2 separate regions of the Arachis hypogaea genome follow, and region 2 is linked to region 1. Evidence: chromatin contacts called from public Hi-C data. All regions are on one chromosome and are shown on one strand. The core of a region is the stretch at or near the end of the contact, and the rest is flanking DNA. Distances in the headings are between cores, read along the strand shown.

Region 1 (5,848 bases), core at 1,982-4,481:
CATAATACATAGCCCGTGTGAAATTAGTGGTGCAGGGCCCCACACATCAGAGAAAACTAGTTGTAAAGGTAATTAAACTCAGTAATTGAACTAACAAATGATAGTTTATGCATCTGTGCCTTTGCACAGTTTTTACAAACTCTAGCTGTAAAGTCCACATCTATTTTATTAATATCAATGAAGCAAATATTACATTGTTTTAGTACTAATTGTACAGTTTTGAAGGCTGAGTGCCCCAGCCTCTTATGGCACAAATCTAATGAAGAACAATGCAATGAATACAAAGAAGGAGATGTTTGACCAGATGTTGATTGAGGAACACAGATATTCACAAATTTGTATAGTCCTCCATTTCTAAATTTCTGCAACAAAATCTTGTGAGTAAATTCACATTTTACAACACAATAAGTGGCATGAAATTGAAAATAGACCTTATTATCTTTTGCAAATTTGCTAACACTAATTAAATTCTTTGTTATTTCAGGTGTGTGTGTGTATTAGTTTTTGTAATGAAAACCATCTTTTATAGTCAATAGAGTATAGAATAGAATTACCAACATGTGTAATAGGGATACTTATTTCATTTCCAATTTGGACCTGATCAGAACCAGTGTATTGTGATCCAGAGAGCAAATTTGAAGGATTAGGTGCTATGTGATGTGATGCACCTGAATCTGGATACCATGAGGGGTCTGTAATAGATGCAGGTACAGCTACATATGTTGATGGATTGTGGAAGGATGATGCTGGCGGTGGTAGAGGGGTTGATGTAGGATTGCCTTGTGAACCTGAAGCAGATCATGAATTTGTACCAAAAGGTATCAAATCTTGATTGTTGAGGCTGTGAATGTGGGGGTATTTCTTGGTTGAGTCTGTGAAAATAGTGCCATGCAATGTGACCAATTTTTCTACACACTTGGCATTGCGGTTATGGAGATTGGTAGAAAGATCTACCACTTCTTTGAAATCTACTACCATTTCTTCTTCCTCTACGCCTTCCATTGCCTCTTTAAAATTTGGAATTGTTGGATATGAAGACTGAGCAGGATTTGCCTGAACCATTGCAGTTTTTATTTTTCTGAACTTCTCCAGCTGATCCTCATGAGTTAACAGAAGAGTTTCAACCTCACATGGTGTGAATGAATCTGGTTTCGAGTTGATTGTTAGTAGAAGCATTTGATAGTCTTCATTGAGTCCTTCTAGGATGACTTGTATCTGTTTTTCAGTTTTGAGAGGTTTCCCAAGGGCTGCTAGGGAGTCTGCAATGGTCTTGATCTTGGAAATATAATCTGTTGCTGGAAGACCATGTTTCTTGATTCCTTTAATTGAGCTGATTCTTCAATTGTTTAATTCTGAATTTTGTTGATTCTTGAAAATAAGCTTGTATCTTTTTTCAGATTTGATAGCTGTAGATGCACCCCACCATTTTTGGCTTAAAGACAGAATTCATCGATGCTAGCAACCATGATATGAGATTCTGATAATCCTGAATCCGTTGTGTGTATTGATCAGATTCAATACCTGCTCTTTGATTTTCTTGATTTTCGAACTGTTGTGGAATCTTCTCTTTTTGCAGATGATCTTGTAAGTGTTGACCTCTTATGGCTGCAAGAGTTTGTTGCTCCCATGTTTTATGATTGTTCTCTCCAAGTTTATGTTGAATTGGATTGAATGGTCTTTGAGAAAGAAATTGTGTTGATATCAAATTGTTGATGCTGCTGTTAATCGAATTTGGTGCCATGTTTGCTGAGGATGGAGTCTTATCCATAACAAATTTAACGACGAAGAAACATACAAGAGTATATCAAAATGATCGGAGCCTTGGTTAAAGGTTGAAATAGTGCTGGAGATGAGACCAAAGAGAAGAACACCTAGTAATTGAATTTGAAAGAGTTTTCAACTAATTCAGATATTAAATCAAATCAAAACTGAAAAATAGTGCTGGAGATGAGAGTTTTCAACTAATTCAGATATTAAATTTTTCAAATCAAAAAGTCATGAGAAAGAGTTTTCAACTAACAGAATTTTAAATTCTGTTATAATTTTAAAAAATAGTGCATGAGAGTTTTCAAATCAAAAAGTCAAAAAGAGTTTTCAACTAATTCAGATATTAAATTTTTTAAAATAATAACAGAATTTAAATTATAATATTTTTCAATATCTTCAATTTTTTAGAATGAATAATAAAAATTCAATTTTAAAAATAGATCAATGCATAACTCCAAAATAAAATAAAATGTTTAGATTAATAAATCATATAAAAATAAACAGTTTTTAATATTTAACAAAAAGAAATTAGTCACTCATGATAACAAGAAAACTAAAGCAAAAGAAGATGAAGGTATGAGATCTTAGATTGGAATTCGAAAATCCTCCGCTCCGTAAATTTTGTTCACTTATTTATATCCTAAGTTCTATCTAGAATTCAAATTCAAAAATTCAATCTAATCTTATCTTTAGAAGGGTAAGATAACTAAAATAATAATTCAAATCTATTCTAAAATTAATTCTTGTTTTTAGAGAAAAAAATAATTTTATTCAAATTCTAATCTAATCTAATCCAAACAACTAAATCTTATCTTTTTAATAAAATCTATTACTAACTAATCATTTAAATTTTGAATTAATCTTGAATCTTTATAAAATTGTATATGACTATATTCTAATTATATATTTGAATCGATTTAATTTTAGAATTAATTCAAATTCACCATATTCATCTAAGGGACGGGTAAGTTAGTGATTCGTCCAAATTGATTTTGGACGCTATTTTAAAAAAAAAAATTAATGATTAAAAAATCTTTTATAAAAATAAAAATAATTTTATATTTGAATATTTTATATAAAAAATTTTTTTATTTATCAATTATATTTAGATAAAATAAGATAAAAATATCTTTTTATTCATTTATTATGTGAAAAATATTTTTTTAAAAAATATTTTAAAAAAATATAAATGGTAACTTTTTAAAAAATATTTTTTTATTTTTTTAGCTTTTTTATTTTTATTATTAAAAATTTATTAAACACACTAAAAAATAAAAAATATTAAAAATCTTTTTTTATTGATTTAGATCTATCTAATTTAATTAATTCTGTTTTATTTCAATTTAAAAAAAAAATAAGTTCTTAAAGTGGACGAACAAAAATTAAATTTGAAGTTAATTAAATCCGGTCCCATCCAACCGACCATCAACACCATAATGGCCTAGTTGGAATCACAAAGGACAATATCACTCCCCTATTAGTATGCTTGAGAGTTGAGAAGCAATAGGGTTCGCTAAAGCACAATCTATTTATTGGGTTCTCAGTGAATCCAACAATGGCACTAACCATGTCGGGAGTTGATAGAATTAGTGCATTATCGAATGATATTCTTGTTCACATCCTTTCTTTTCTAGAATCTAAAATGGCTGCAGCAACAAGCATTCTCTCGAGCAGGTGGAGGAATCTGTGGCACTCAGTTTCCACAGTGGACCTCGATGACGCACTCTTCCGATATGACAAAGAACTGTTTGTTCGCTTCGCGTACGCGGTTATGCTATCGCGAGATGTAACGCAACCCATTCTCAATTTCCGCCTCAAATTTGAGTATCCCTCATGTGATGAATGTGATGTAGAATTGTGGCTCAACACCGCCATACAGCGTCAAGTTGAGAGGATTGAGCTTCATTCTCGGATAACAACGTTGCCGATTGGAATTCTCACATGTGCAAGCCTTGTTGTTCTCAAGTTGGAATTCTTAATAGTGGACCGTATTTTAACAGTACACTTACCGGCTCTTAAAACTTTGTATTTGATGCGGGTCGTATTTGCAGAAGATGAATATCTTGGTATGATTCTCTCAGGATGCCCAAATATTGAGGACTTGCAAATCAATTATTATTCTTATTTTGGGCTAGAATTCAGTCCTCTTGCCATCACTTTCCGCAATCTAATTCAGATGAAGCTCTCCGTGTATGATTGTAAATGGGGGTTGCTAGTTGGACTGCTCAAATCCTGTCCCTTGCTTCAAATTCTTGTCATCAGAAAGGTTGGTGGGGAGTAAAGGATTTTTGTTTTCCCTTCTATTTTGTTTGCATTGAAAATTATTTTTTATTGTTTGCTATGCTTGAATTACTTGCAGGAGAAGAAATCGGTAAGTGGATTGGATCCACTAAATCAGTGTTACACACAAACCGTTCCTGGATGCCTTTCATCGCACCTAAGAGCCTGCACTATAAAAGATTTTCATGGTGCTGATGTTGATATTCAATTTGCAATATATATTCTGCAGAATGCAAGTTTGTTAAAGAAGATGACCATATGTTGCTCGAGTTCCTCAAGAAAAGGAGATAGGTTTGAAATTTTAAAAAAGATATCCAAGGTTGCTAGGATTTCGACAACTTGTGAACTGTTGTTTGAATGATATTAGGCAGATTATTCGATAGTCTCAGAACGTTGACAAAACATGTTTTTAAATTTTTTAATAATAGCTAAATAGTTTTTATTTAATTTTAGTTATAAATTAATTTTTTATATATTATTTAATTATAAAATTTATTTTTTATTTTATAAATTATTATTTTATTATTCATCTATCATGTGTATTAATAATCAAGAACAAAAATAATAACGAATTAGATTTTTTATTAATCGTAATAAATATTTTGACAATTCTAATTGATTAGAATTTTATCTTTGATCTGTTAATCGTGTTTCTTGAAAATTCAATCGATTGGATATCAATTGGACATACAAGACAAACGATTGAATTTCTAGGTCAAAATTAAATTGATTGGAACTGATACACAATCAATTGAATTTTGCAAGACAGGTGAGTTTTTTCTAATTTAATTTATTGTTCCTACTATCCAATCGATTGAAATCATCAAAAGCAACATGGATTTTCACAATTCATTCGATTCATTCGATTGTATGATAAAAATCAATCGATGGAATTAGAAAAAAATCACATGCCTTGCAAAATTCAATCGACAATTTTAATCGATTGAATTTTGGATTGTATTGTATGTCCAATCGATAGAATTTTTAAAAAACACAAATTCACCTGTATTTACAGATGTAATGGATCAAGAATAAAATTCTAATTAATTAGAATTACTAAAATATTTATTACAATTTGATAAAAATAATAATTTATAAAATAAAAATAAATTTTATAATTATAATATATAAAAAATTAATTTATAAGTAAAATTAAATAAAAATTATTTAACAATTATTAAAAATTTAAAAAATATATTTTATTATAAAATCATTTAATAGTCTAAACATTTTCACACCATCGAATCTTTTGCCATGATATTATAATCTCTTCAGCTTGTTAGTGTTTTATTTAGTTTTTACTTGCTATCTGTGTTCCTGTTTGTTTTGGAAGACATATATAATTAGGGTGGAATAAATGTCATGCTTGTTTCTAAATTTTATTCTAGTTGATGAATGGCTAAATATTTATATAATTATATAATATATAGTTATTTGGGTGGGAGTTTGTAAATTGTGAATGGTGAAGCGCGAAAATTTGTACGTGAGAAATTAAATTAAGGTTATCAATTATCAATAATCAAATCGAAGAATTTAAATTGAAATTATAATTAATAAAAAATTATAGAAGTTTTAATATGATATAAGAGCAAAAAAATTATAAAAATGGTATAATTTAACAAATTAAAATTGATCAAATTACAAAAAAAATATAGTCAAAGTTTGTAGTTAGAATTTATCATAATTATGTTGGTATAATAATCGAGTAGTAAAATAAGTTGTCAATTTATTATGTTAAAATTTTATAGAAATATTAGTTAGAATTGATTAAGAATAACTATATAACTAAAGAAATTAGCAT
Region 2 (5,848 bases), core at 1,270-3,769, 140 kb before region 1:
GACATGATACAATTATACAGTCCAATAATTTAGAGATAGTTCGACATTGAAAAAAAATAAGAAATGAAGAGTTATAAAAATTAAGAAACTCATAAATATAATATCTGAAGATTTTGAATTAAATGTATTAGTATCTTTTCATTTTATAATTTTATATGCTCTCATATGGTTCTTCCATTGGACCCAAATTTACTCTTGTGGTAGCAATTGGTGAAAGTTTTCATTGAAAAGAAATTTGCTTGACTTTTATAAAGGGGATCGGAATTATTCAGTATTTATGAAAGTTGTGTCTAATTTACCTAAAAGTAGAAATAGAATAAGGTGAGGTCCATTTTTAATGTTCAAATTTTACGAGTGAAATTTAGATACCGTAAAAGATATCTTTTATAAAATATAAATGTCTAAAAATTATTTGTTTTATTTATTTTTAATACAAATTAATTTATTTAATTTATCAGCTCAAGCCGTCAAGCTACTATTTAATTTATTTAACTCGTCAAAAAAACATACCAACTCGTTTAGAAATTAGAATATCTTTGTTTATTGAATAAGTAGATAAATTTTCCAAGTATATCTTTGTTCATCCAATAATTTCACTGCCTTCTATGATATCATCTTCAAGAAAAACATGTCATTGATAAAATTTTTGTGATAATCAAGCTTCTCATACACACTCACACAGTCACACATAGTATTCAAGTTTTTAGCCTTTTAGGTACACGCATCAAAGATGATATCAATATTTTCGGATAAAAAGGTTAGAGGCTCATAGCATCTTAAGTTTCTTCATCAATCAAGCCCCTTTCGCTCATATTCAGTTGCCTTAAATAATAAATTATGATAGAATATTTTGATTAAAAAAAAGTAAAGAATACACACATATAAAAATGAAATTAAAATGTTACTAACCTCTAATTATCTAATAATTCTACTAATACTATTAAACTCATTGTCTCCCTATACTTTCTCTAAATATTAATAGATCTAATTCCTTTCACCAATAAATATTGGCCATGAATGATTATTCTTAAAAAAAGTTAAAATTAAACTCTTGTCAATAATTTTAAATTATAAACAATAAAAAGTTCTTGTATGAATATAAATACAATAATTAACTAGCTTGAATACATATAATTTTCCCTCGCACTTAAAACCATAAAACCAGAACCAAATCCTAATATGTATTGCTCTAATGCTATATTTGCGGGATTTTTTTTTTTTGAATATGATAGATTAAGAACTAATTTGACACAGATATGAGTTTCATAATTAAGAGTTTGTTATTGGCCAATAAATTGCTGCATGCATAAGGTAGGATTCGAATTTTCGACACTTAATTAGTAGATGAGTGAACTGATCACTCGACCAATCTAAGTTGATTAAAGTAAATTAAACAGTATTATTTATGTGGGTAACAAACTCAAAATCAACAAACATTATATAATAATAACAAACATATTAGATGTACACTAAAATTAGCTATTAAGATAGAATATTTTTTTATGGTTGATAGATAAAATATATTTTAAAATATAAAATACACATTAAAATAAATTAAAGACAGAATTTAATAATTAATTTTAGTATATAAATAACATTTTTGTAATAATAATTATTAACTTCCTCTCCGTCACAAAAGAATTAAGAAAATAACTAAAAAACAACTTTAAAATTAAATATTGTTAGGGTAACTCCACCAAAGTGGAATGCCAACAGCTACCCCATTTGAATTATTACTCTCATCCACCTTAAACCCCAAAACCCTTCCCTCAAATCCACAACTCCTCACTGGCATTCCCTTCGCCGGCTCCGGCACCACCGCTGTTGCTTCCAATAAAGGATCCTCCTCCGGCAGCTTTGCCACCCTCACCGAGAAATTGATAACCCCATTTCGCCGTCCATCCCAATCCCTCAACCTATAACTCATCATCTTCTGCATGGTGCATTCATAAATTCCCTTATTACCATTAACATTATTCTTCTCTCCAAGAAAATGGGAAATGGCTATCCTTGCCACGCCAACGCTTCTAACGGCGCCGTTTGAGTTCTTGCATTGCACCTCAAAGGTTATGGACCTTGCATGCAGGGGTATGTCCATCAAGAATTTCTCATTCCACGAGAGCAAGCTCGAAGTGTTTTCGCCACCGTATTTCACCATCTTTGTCGTGCAACATTTGAGGGACTCAGCTCGAATCACAACATAAGCTTCCTTCACTGGATTCTGATTCATGCATAGATTCTCGCCGGATATAACCATAATCTCTAGTGTGCTTGGCCTAATAGATTCCATATATAAAATCAAAAGGCTTATAACTTATGAGTAAACTTTTACTTGTTCTAAAAATAATCAAATTCAAACACTACTATATAGAGTATAGTACTTTGATATATGTGATTATGAAAGTGTGTTTGAGATGAAAGGGCAGGAGTAGAGTGTGGTTTATATAAGAATGGTTATTATGAAGGGAAATTTAACTAAAAAAAAAAAAAGTGAAAAACGCTGTTTGATTTCGCGTAGAGTTGTTGCCTGACGTATAGAATAATGTTGGTGTTTTAGATGATAATTTACAATTTGATTATTTATGGAAGACTATATAGAAAGTGTCACAGTTAGGTAAATTGAGTGTAGTTTTATTGGAAATTATATCGGAAATTTCTTTCGGAAAATTATTTAGAATTTCGTGTGCGCGTTTGTATGAATTTTCCTGGTAGAGTGGTTGGTGATCTCTACGAAGTTGTTTTGGATCAATTCAATTGAAAATAGAAAGGAGAGAGCTTACCGAAGACCGCGGCAACCAAATTATATTGTCAGTAAATTCTGTTTTTCATTCATCACAGTTGACTTCTCTTTTAGCTCTATTGACTTCTTTAATTTGCTGCTGGTTTAAGTTTTCTCAAGTTTAAAAATTATTTTGAAAAAAACATGGGAATTGTACAATCATTTTTTATATAATAACATTAGGATGGTTATGTATTTGTCTATTCATTTACTAAAAAGGGGGAAAGATACGTTTTTTATTTTGGAAAATTTTTCTCTGTGCTAAAATTAATTTTCCTTGAATCAATATATATGAAAACAGTGGCGGAACAGAAATTTCATAAGAGGGGTGCTAATTAAATATAAAATATAATAAAAAATTAATAAAATATGATTTGTAGCATATATATCAAAAAAGTAATTATATTATATAAAAGTTAATGTTCGACTACATACTTTAAGATTTTGATATTTTTTAATCTTGTTCAACAAGTTGTGTCACAGGTTGTTCAATAATATTTTGAACATTACTCAAAGAATCTGAAACTGAATTTTGTTCATCATATATTCTCTCTTTTCTCTTGAAAAATGAGTGAATTATTTTCATCTTTGACATTTTTAACTTAACTTGAACTATCTAACAAATAAAAAATAAAAATAATTGCATATATATTATTTTCTTTAAAAAAAATATTAAATCTATTGAGCAATAACAAATAATTTTAGAAACACAAATATATAATAATCAAAAATAAAGTTATTGATTTACCTGATTATTTTTTTGTTCCAAGTCTCACCCAAAAATAATTCTATTGAGTTTTGCCCTCACTTCAATCTTTGAACACTGTCCATTATAAAAAAAATAAATTAATTATTTTAAATAAATAATATAAATAATACTTGACATTGTTATTAACTTAAAAAAATTGAAATATACCTCTTTAAATTTTTGTTGTGCATTCAATGATTAATATTTTGCTGTTCACTTGTCTTTAATGGTTTTTCTTCATATGTCTTATTTTAGTATGGAAAGAAAATTAGAATGAGAAGAGTAGAAGAACAAAAGTTTAGAAACCACTAAAAGAGAGAGAAAAGTAGCGCTGATACCTCTGATGGTTTGAAACAAATATTTAAAAAATGTACTAGTATTACTTTAATTAATAATATGAGCTTAGGCTAGTATAATAGAACTATTTTTATTAATTATTAAAATAGGCTATTTGTTAATAAGAGCAACAATAATTCAAATATCTAATACATAATGCAGTTTTAAATTATTTTAATTTATAAAATTTTGTAACTTATATTTTTTTTAATATTATATATAAAAATAAATTTAATATTATTAATTCTTACTATTTACTATTTTTTTTTTTTAATTTTGGAGGGACCATGGCCACCTTAGGCCCCCCTTAGATCTGCCACTATATGAAAATATAATTGTACCCATATATATATATATATATATATATATATATATATATATATATATATATATATATATATTTTATTGTGTTATTTTAGTGTTTGAATATTCATTACAAATTACAAACATAAAAAAGAAAAAACAATTCACTATGTCTATATTTTTTAATATCAGTATTTTCTTAACAATTAGCATGTATTTTTTTGTTTTATTAATTAAAAAATATTTAAATATTATACTAATATTAAGAGTATTTAGTATATAAATAATATTATTAAAATACAAAATAAAATTATAGATATTTTTTTGGTCGTAGATTGTAGATTTAATATATAGGTGGTCACAGTTGTTTTTGGACTGCGATCGATGGATTGGACTCAATTGGATTCTTTTTTGGTCTTGGACCCATTTGTTTTTTGTCTTGGACCCAATTGGTTTAATAGAACAAATAAAAATGAAACTAGAAAACCAACTTGGGTTAGTCGAGTGGTCAACTCACTCGTCTGCTTAAGCAAGTGTCGGGGGTTCAAATCTCGCCTTGTGCATGCAGCAACTCATTGGTCAGCGGCAGACCTTTAAATGGAGCTCAGATCTGCGACGGATTAATTTTTAACCTGTCGGGTTGGGGGATACCGTGGGCAACAAAAAAAAAAACTGAAACTAGAATTTTTTTTAATAAATAATTTAATTATTTTATTTATATTACGTGTTTTTTTTTTTGGTCTTGGATCTGGGCCAGTGAATCTGACCCGACCCTACACCCGGAACCCGACCTAGCCTAAGACCCACCCCATCGACCCAACTCCCATCGATTCTCCTCTCCGCTTCCATGCTCGCAAACCTTGTGGTTCACCCAAGTCAACCCCCTTCGCTAGAAGCTCGAACTCTTTATGCATGGGGGCGTTGTGCAGGCTGATCGTCCTCCAAGATGTCTTCCGCTTGGGTTCGCCGCACCTCCGCTACAGATTTGCCACAGATCTCCAACGTCGCAGGTCTGCTTCTATGCCACTCGCGAGTGTGCAATTGGGTCTGTGTTGAGCTTCCTGGTCTCACGGTCAAGACGCAGCCGCATCTTCTCCTCTGCTGAGCAATCTCTTGTGGATTCGTTTGTTTGTCTGCCTCGTCTCTGCTAGCCTTTCTCCCTATGATGCTTTTGATGCTGCTTCTTCCACTAAACGGCCGATTCGAGTTCATGGGTTGCTGACGCCCTTCCCCTCCAGCTTCGCTCCCGTCACCGGATTCCGCCTCTACCCTCCCAGGTAACCCCTCTTCCCTTTGTCTCCCTTGAAAGCTGGTTGAAAATGAAACCTGGTGGTCCTGCAATCGCTTGTATTGATTATGGTGAAGGATTGCGAATCCTGCTTCTCGTCTGATGGTATTCCTTACTTGTTCAGGCGGAAAAACTGACCACTGCCTCTGAAGCTGATTCCCCGCTGCCATCGCTGCCAGTTGGTGAGCTAAACAATTACCTTCTCGTGGAGTCCAAGTAGCTCCCACATCCGGAGCCTCTTCCAGCAGTTGGAGGATATCCCTGATGATTGCGTCTGCCTCAGCTAAGGGCGTTCTTGCCTTAATTGCTTGAACCAAAGGTAGGCAATCTGTTTCAATTATACAGTTTCTTATCTGTAAATTTTTAATTAGAATTAAAGCCTCTCTGTATGCTT

Evidence for each region. Hi-C and Micro-C count contacts between places; a contact is called where the count stands out from the background.
Region 2: a Hi-C map of an unstated tissue shows a contact between it and region 1, with 3 times the contacts expected there. The contact joins the promoter of LOC112794413 here to the promoter of LOC112794409 in region 1. A contact is called at or near these places in 2 of 8 Hi-C or Micro-C datasets (leaf and an unstated tissue).

Annotation. Positions count from the first base shown.
Region 1 is chr4:113,801,913-113,807,760 of arahy.Tifrunner.gnm2.J5K5, reverse strand. LOC112794409 (F-box/FBD/LRR-repeat protein At4g26340-like) reads left to right here and starts at 3,231. Exons shown (of 2, transcript XM_025836442.3): 1 at 3,231-4,033; 2 at 4,127-4,494. The coding sequence starts at 3,323. The coding sequence ends at 4,408.
Region 2 is chr4:113,939,411-113,945,258 of arahy.Tifrunner.gnm2.J5K5, reverse strand. LOC112794413 (BON1-associated protein 2) reads right to left here and starts at 2,519. Exons shown (of 1, transcript XM_025836449.3): 1 at 1,551-2,519. The coding sequence starts at 2,290. The coding sequence ends at 1,673. LOC112795228 reads right to left here. Exons shown (of 7, transcript XM_025837169.1): 7 at 5,073-5,848. The coding sequence ends at 5,073.